Linked DNA regions of Cricetulus griseus: region 1 is linked to region 2. Evidence: chromatin contacts called from public Hi-C data. All regions are on one chromosome and are shown on one strand. The core of a region is the stretch at or near the end of the contact, and the rest is flanking DNA. Distances in the headings are between cores, read along the strand shown.

The links. A called contact is a pair of places that touch in the nucleus more often than the background predicts.
Region 1: a Hi-C map of liver shows a contact between it and region 2, with 4 times the contacts expected there. The contact joins the promoter of Ube2t here to the promoter of Lgr6 in region 2. A contact is called at or near these places in 4 of 8 Hi-C or Micro-C datasets (the CHO-K1 cell line, the CHO-S cell line, fibroblasts and 1 more).

Annotation. Positions count from the first base shown.
Region 1 is chr5:54,278,358-54,282,416 of CriGri-PICRH-1.0, forward strand. It overlaps Ube2t (ubiquitin-conjugating enzyme E2 T), which reads right to left and starts at 1,946. Exons shown (of 6, transcript XM_027417544.2): 1 at 1,790-1,946.
Region 2 is chr5:54,145,315-54,149,076 of CriGri-PICRH-1.0, forward strand. Lgr6 (leucine-rich repeat-containing G-protein coupled receptor 6) reads left to right here and starts at 1,862. Exons shown (of 18, transcript XM_027417534.2): 1 at 1,862-2,073. The coding sequence starts at 1,862.

The DNA.
Region 1 (4,059 bases), core at 696-3,195, 130 kb after region 2:
AGTTTACTCTAGTAAGCCCTTAAACCTGTGATTTTCCTATCTCAGCCTACACCAGGTCCAGCTAATAAATATTTTTTTATTTGTTTGTTTTTGGAGATAAGAGTTTCTCTGTGTAGTTCTGGCTGTCCTGGAACTCTCTTTGAAGACCAGGCTGGCCTTGAACTCACAGGGATCTGCCTGCTACTTCCTCTGGAGTGCTGGAGGTAAAAGCCTGCACCACCACTTCCTTCCTTCCTTTCTTTTTTTTCAAGACAGGGTTTCTCTTTGTGGCCCTGGCAGTCCTGGAACTTGATTTGTAAATCAGGCTGGCCTCAAACTCAGAGACTGGTCTATCTCTGAGTACTGGGATTAAAGGCATGTGCCATCATGTCCAGCCTCTATCATTTTTTTTAAGCCCGACGGATTATTTTATACAGTAAATGTGAAGAATTATTTTCAGTAAAGCAAAACAAAAACCTTCCAAATATGGGAGAGACTGGCAAAACAGGTCAGTGGGTAAAGGCGCCTGCTGCGTAGGCCTGACAACTACTTGATTTCAATCCCAGTAGTCCACAGTAGGAGAGAACAGTCTCCTCAAAGTTGTCTTTTGACAATCAATTGCAATAAAATCCTGTCTACAATTATAAACTATATCTTTGTATAAAATGAGAACACAGTGGAAAAACATGCTAATTGGGCTAGAATAGAAAAATAAAAAAGATGCATATTCTCTCAAAGAAGCAACCAGACTCTTTATGTTAATACAACTGGTATTCATAAAGTCCTCTGGGGGCTGGAGAGATGGTTTATCTACTAAGAGCACTAACTGTTCTTCCAGAGGATCCAGGTTCGATCCCTAGCACCCACATGGCAGCTTATAACTATCAGTAACTCTAGTTCCAGGAGATTCAACACCCTCTTCTGGCCTGGTGGGCACCGGGCATACACTTGGTGCACATACATACATGCAGACAAACACTCATACACATAAAATAAAAGTAAATAAATTCTTTTAAAAGTCCTTTGGCTTAAAAGTCATCTGCTAGTTAGCCGGGCGTTGGTGGCGCACGCCTTTAATCCCAGCACTCGGGAGGCAGAGGCAGGCGGATCTCTGTGAGTTCGAGGCCAGCCTGGTCTCCAGAGCGAGCGCCAGGATAGGCTCCAAAGCTACACAGAGAAACCCTGTCTCAAAAAAACAAAAACAAAAACAAAAGTCATCTGCTAGCGTGTGTTTCTTGAATATAAAGGTTCTTTACAGAGCCGGGGCTTGGTGGCATAGGCACCGGAGGCGCCTGGGCAGGGAAATCTATTCCATGCTAGCCTGGGTTACAGCGACACCTGTCTCAAAAAAAAAAAAAAAAACAAAACTCCCAACCAAACCACCAAACAAAAAGTTCCTTACAATCTAGCTCCAACAGGTGTCTTAATGTTTTAAGCAGTGCTTTTAGCCTTTCCCCCAGTAATTACTTCCCACAAATGTATGCTTACACCGCACTGACTAGTCACAAAATCTTTTCACACCCATGTGTGTGCGTCCACATTAAAGGACAGTTCCCAGTCCTTCCACCCTCTGCGCATCTTCACATTTGCAGCCTGTACGATGGATTCGCCTCAGATTCCGGAGCGCTGGCGTTTTGTTTTGTCCCCCAGGCCTGAGGTAAATAACGAACAGAAGCCGAGTGGGTAGGGGCGGATGCTGGAGGGAGGACGCAGGAGACACAGCCTTGGCGCGCGCAGGACGGTTCTCTCTCCCCGCGGCGTTCCTCCACGGGCGGCTCGGGGGAGAACCGGAGTCCTTCCCCAGACTCACCGTGACTCGGGTACGTCCTCTCTGGTGGCCCCTCAGTACTCCTCAGCAGCTCAGCTTGCCGCCAGTGGCTGCAGTGCCCACGCCGACCCCGGGGACCGTTGAAATGACTCCACCCTCGTCCAAGAAATGTCTCTGACTGGCCCGCAGCAGCCCCGGGAGAGGCGCGCGCACGCCTATTGGCCAGCGCCCCGAGCGTGCGTCCGCTCACGCAGGGTTCAAATTGGCGCGCGCGCACCCGGAACCGGGAATCCAGTCCCTGCTGTCTGAGTGCTTGCGAGTCATCATCTACAGGAGAGAAAATGAGAGAGTGTCTGGACATACCTTGTTTGTTTGTTTGTTTGTTTTTGTTTGTCGAGACAGGGTTTCTCTGTATAGCTTTGGAGCCTGTCCTGGAACTGGCTCTGTAGACCAGGCAGGCCTCGAACTCAGAGATCCCCCTGCCTCAGCCTCCGGCGTGCTGGAATTAAAGGCGTGTGCCGCCGCCGCCGCCGTCACCACACCACCCACCGGCGGCAACTGGACAAATGTAATCTGGAGAAATGACTGCTGAATAGCGAGCGGCCTTTATTTCTTTGTTTCGGTTCTTTGAGACGGCGGGGGGGGGACTGGGGGGGCTTTAATTTGCAGCCCTTCTTAGCTTGGAACTTGCTATGCAGCTCAGGCTAACCTAGAACTCCTGGCACTACTGTCTCGGCATCCCAAGGGCTGGAATTAGGTGCGCCCCACATTGCCCAAGGTTTTAAGACCAATAGTTGAAAGATAAAAGCCGAACATGGTGGCGCAGACATATTGAGATAAAAAGATCGAGAATTCGAGCTACAATGAAAGGCAGACGCCAAACCCACAACGCTCTAATAGGTCAAGGTGGATTATAATTTTTTGAAAAGGCGCAACATTTTTGGCATGGGCTCTGTTGGAGATTTGGTTAGAGTTGGAAGTAAGTGTATATGATCCTATTTCAATGTATACATTTATGGCATTCCCAAGAATTAAGAAAATGTTAAAAGAATATTTTGTAATATTTTAGCTGTTTTAATAGTAAAGTTCGCTCATTGAAAAAAAAAGATCGAGAATTTGAGACTCTTGCTACATAGATTTCCTCCAGCTGGGAAAAAGAAAATGTATTTTTAACCTATAATTCGGCTGGACACAGCATTCCACCAGGATTCTGAAGAATAAAGCCGGCAGAGTGGATTTCTTCACCATTGTAAGAGTTCAAGTGAAAGCTGAGCAAGTTAAGGGCAGTGCAAAAGTGATCCTTTGCGCTACATGGGCGCTAAGTAGGATGATACCCTCTTCCCTCCCCCTTTACATCTTCCTACTTACTATGACAACTTTTGATCCCTCAGTCACACACCTACCCTGAAATAAATGCCTTTTAAAAAAAAAAAGTTGGACAGGTTGTTTTTAATTAGTTAATTTTATGTTCATTGATGTTTAGCCTGTATGTGTGTCTGTGTGAGAGCTTTAAATCTCCTGGGACAGGAGTTACAGACAGCGATGAGCTGCCATGTAGGGTCCTCTAGAAGAGCAGCCAGTGCTCTTAACCACTGAGCCATCTTTCCAGCCCCAATAAGTGACTTTTAAGCTCTTTTCCAACTCTAGAAAGGTAAAATTTTCTGAACAAGGAAGTATGTGCTTATAGCCAAGTTACTACACAGCTGGAAAGGGCACCTCAAGACCTGAGACTCTGCAGAGCTGGGATTCGGCTAAGACTATGGGAACCTTGGGGATAGGACCCCAAATCAACCAACCAGCCATCCTTCCTCTTAACTTTAACTGCTCCTAGATTATTGTGCAGCTTCAGAGCAGTGTTGGCATAGAAATAGCAGTCCGTCTCTCTCTGAACTTGTAAACCAATATAATTTTGGCTACTGCAGTGATTTCTGCATTTTGTCCAAACTGATGGTAAGCAGCAACTGATTCCTCATGAAGGTTGCATGGTGTGTTTTGTCTTGTGGAGACCCTCAAATTCATTAGGACTCTGACTATGATTCTCCTCTGGGTGTCCCACTGTTGTGTCCAAGTTGTGAGAATCCCCAAAGACCGCCAGGGAGACAGACCCACTGAACTGTAAAAGCAAGGTTTTATTATTTTTTTAAAAAGAATTTATTTATTTAATATGTATACAACATTCTTCTTCCATGTATATCTGCACACCAGAAGAGGGCACCAGATCTCATAACGGATGATTGTGAGCTACCATGTGGTTGCTGGGAATTGAACTCAGGTCCTCTGGAAGAGCAATCAGTGCTCCTAACCTCTGAGCC
Region 2 (3,762 bases), core at 612-3,111:
GCCACAGATACGTGCCTACACTACCCATACACAAGATAAGTGTAAGTTTTTAAAGTGGGGGCTTTCTGCTAGGTAGTAGCTTTCCCAAAGTGAGACTGGGCTCTGGTGCCCCTGCCCCAAGGACTGAATATCAATGTTTTCTTCGGTTCTGCATCTCTCAAGAGTCCAAGGAGTTGGCTTCTGAGTGACCAGGGCAGACTGGAAACTCATCTCTTAGCTACTCAGCTACTCAAGCCCACTTCAGAGGGCTGCTCCAGGGGTGGAATGGGGCCCAGCATTTTCCAGACTTGGTAGGAGCCCTGGAGCATCATGGGTGGTGTGTGTGTGTGTGTGTGTGTGTGTGTGTGTGTGTGTGTGTGCATGTGTGTGTGTGTGTGTAGAGTAGAGCCAAGGCGGCTTCTGCCTGCAGGCTTGTGTGACCACAGAGGGTCTTTCTGTGACCTTCCTAAGGGCTCATTTTACACTTCTATCATGGCCTCAACTGGAGTCGTGGAAGCAGAGTTCTGGCTTCTTGGTCTGAGTGTGCAGCTCTCTCCTCACTAGTCCCAGAGTGTCCACAAAGGATGGAGACGGGCTGATGAGAGTGTTTGGGGCATAGAATTAAAGGGTGGAAGGCATCTTGACCCCTTTGAGGTCCTCATGTTTCTGGGGGCGGGGGACCATGGGAGTCAGGGCCAAAAGGGTTCCATCCTGGCTTAGTTTTACCCTGGGACTTGGCTCAGAGAAAGATCTGGAGACCAGAGGAAGCAAAAGGACACATGGAGAAATCTCTACTAATCCACCGTGGCCTAAGAAGAGAGCAGGGTCTTGAGTTTTAGCCATCATTGCTTGCCCTTGCTCTCCAAGGTCCTGGGATGGATTATGGAAGGAATTTGACCCTTAAGGTGGTAGAGCTGCATCTGTAGCACTGAGCCTCCAGGTGGCGCCAATCCACCAACTCGCTGGCAAGCTCTGGCAAAGCAGCTGTGCAGAGGGCAGCCCCTCAACGGTCCTAGGTCCTGAGATCAGGAATCAGGGTGATTTTCAGACCTCAAATCTGACAGCCTACACGAGTTCATTTCCATGTCCTGTGCATCTGGTGGAATCTATGCCAGTTTCTTTGGTGTCAGGGTGTGGCTCCTCAATGAGGGGTCCCTCCTCATTCCTACTGCCAAACTGCAAGGAACCACTCAGCCCAGGGGCTCCTTCCTCCCCTGGTCAGGATGGAGTGCGGAGGAATGACCTGGGCGCTAGTTCTGAGCCTGTCCCCATCAGCCATGTGACCTTGAACATCTCTTTTTCTCGTGCCTTCAGCGTAAAATCTGGTCGTGGGACTGGTGTCTGTGGAACTCTTGGGGTTTTATTCTGATGGCCGTCTCTGGTCCCTTGAGAGCCCCCTGGCTGTTCCCAAAGTCAAGAGGAATTCGACCAGTTGGGCCTGGGTGATCTGGGGCACCCATTCCAAACAAGTGCAGGTTTCTCCGATGTGCTGGCCGGTCCTAGCTTTGAGTTTCTTTGCTTTCTTAGTCTCCCCCAACCCCCTGGATGAAATTCCTGCCAGCTGAGAAGGAAGGAGGGAAGGGGAGCGAGTCACAGCGTAGAAAGTTTCCTTGACTCCTCCCCCCCATGTCTCCCTCCCTTGCCAAGCCCAGCCTGTGAAACTGAATAACGAAGATCACTCAACAATGCCTGCCCCTCTCTGACTGCACCGTCCCGCCGCCGCCGCTGCCGCCGCGCCCAAGCCAAGTAGAGAGGGGGCGGTCCCCACCGACGGCGCAGCCCTCGGGCCCGCCCGGGGACCAGGAGGTGAGCCGCGCGCTCACTGCTGTGTGCACCCGCCCGCCCGAGCGCCCGCCAGGTGCCCCCTCAGCCCGCCGCCGAGATGCACAGCCCGCCGGGGCTCCTGACGCTGTGGCTTTGCGCGGTGCTCTGCTCCTTGGCGCTCGCAGGCAGCGACCCCCAGCCTGGCCCGGGGCGTCCTGCCTGCCCGGCTCCCTGCCATTGCCAGGAGGATGGCATCATGCTGTCAGCTGACTGCTCCGAGCTCGGGCTCTCAGTGGTGCCAGGGGACCTGGACCCCCTGACGGCTTACCTGTGAGTACTCACCTGCTCGTTCCTGCTATTCGTGATGGCTGCCTGCCCCACAAACCCCATTTGATGCCCTGGGACATGAGCATCCTAGGAAGGCTCTTGACCCCTTCCCAGTCTAAGATTGAAGGACCGGGGAGCAGAGGAGAGTCCTTAGGAAACTAAGGACAAGGCAAGGAGTGAGCCTGGGCCTCCCTGCTCTTTCCCAGGTACTCTTCACCCTCACAGGCTCAATGTGGGAGTCCAGGCCTGGCAAAGTGGGGTGTAAACCCTGAGCAAGAAAATGGGAGAACGTGAGGCGGGGAAGCCCCTTCTTTTGCTGTCTTCCCTAGCAGAACAGTGCCCAGGAGGGTTGATGAAGGCATAAGTTACTGCCTTGGTGTGAGGTGAGGGGAGTGTGCCCCCATGGAGTGGAAATGGGTTCCTCACCAAGAAGCAGAACTGTCTCATGGAGGCAGGGGCCTTGGTGCAGGGGGTCCCTGCCACTCTCTCTCTTTAGAAAGGGATTCTGCCAGCACTATCTTCTTGCGTGGAGGTCTCCTGCCCCCTCCCCAGGCCTCCCTGAAATCATGTCCCAGGAGGCTGAGTTAGAGACACTAATTTGTGGGCAGACTCTGAGACCGAAAACCAGAGAGCCATTTTTAGAGTCTGAGTTGGGGTGAGGTGGTGCAGGAAGGGGACCCTACTGGGGGTAGCTGTCACAGAATCAGACAGCCAGAGGCTATAGCTGCTCTCCACCTGGGCAGGAGGAGGTGGGGGCACATCCCAGACCACCTGGCTCCCTCCTGTGTTCTGGGAAGAGGGAACCTCTGGCTTTCTCTGCTTTTCCTCAGAAGGCAGTGAGCAGGTGGAAAAATCTGGGTAGGATTCACAGAGCTCCCTGAGGCCTGGGAGAAGCTTGCTCAACTTTGAGGACCTACACCTGATGAACACCTGAGGAAGAGGGAGTTGGGCTTGTCCCAAAAGACTCAGCAAGGGGCCAGGATGCACTGAGGGGGCAGTGTCCTAGTGAGCGTGGGAGATCCTGATCTAGAGCCCCTAATGGCCCCCCTATCTCTATGGCCCCCTATCTCTATGGCCCCCTGAGAACTTTACTCCAAAAGACTCAGTTGTGGACTCAAGGGAGTGAGGACTGGGAAACATGGGTATTTCAGAAGGTCAGACAAGTCCTGTCCAGCCCAAGAGGTGGTGGGAGAGGTGAACACAGGAATCCAAAGCAGAGCTGTGAGGGCACCCCAATGCCAGGCAGAGTACAGGGGCTCTGGCCCACCCCTCTACACCCCCAGAAGCCCCATGTCTATCAGTTTTACACATTAGGGATCTAAGATATTGCATCGTTGGAAGATGGGACCAAAGGCTAAAACGAGTTTAGAAGCAACTTCTGTTGAGTCTTCTTTGGGGTCAGAAGAAGAGAAGGTTCTTGTTAGTAGTAAAGGGCAGAGGATACAGGACCTTCCAGAGGGTGGCAGGTCAGGCCACCTTTCTCAGCACCCAAAACATTCTAGATTAATCCATGGGCCTTTTCTGGCAGGACTTGGGGACAGAGGTAAAGAGTTTCTTTGGGGATCCAAGTGTCCCACCACACATGCTGACAGCAGCTCCCTGGCACTCTGACCCAGTGCCCTCTGAGGGTTTCTGAGCTCTTCCTGAGCCCTCCTAGGTGTCAAGAAAAACCTTTTCTTCTAAGGCTCAAGA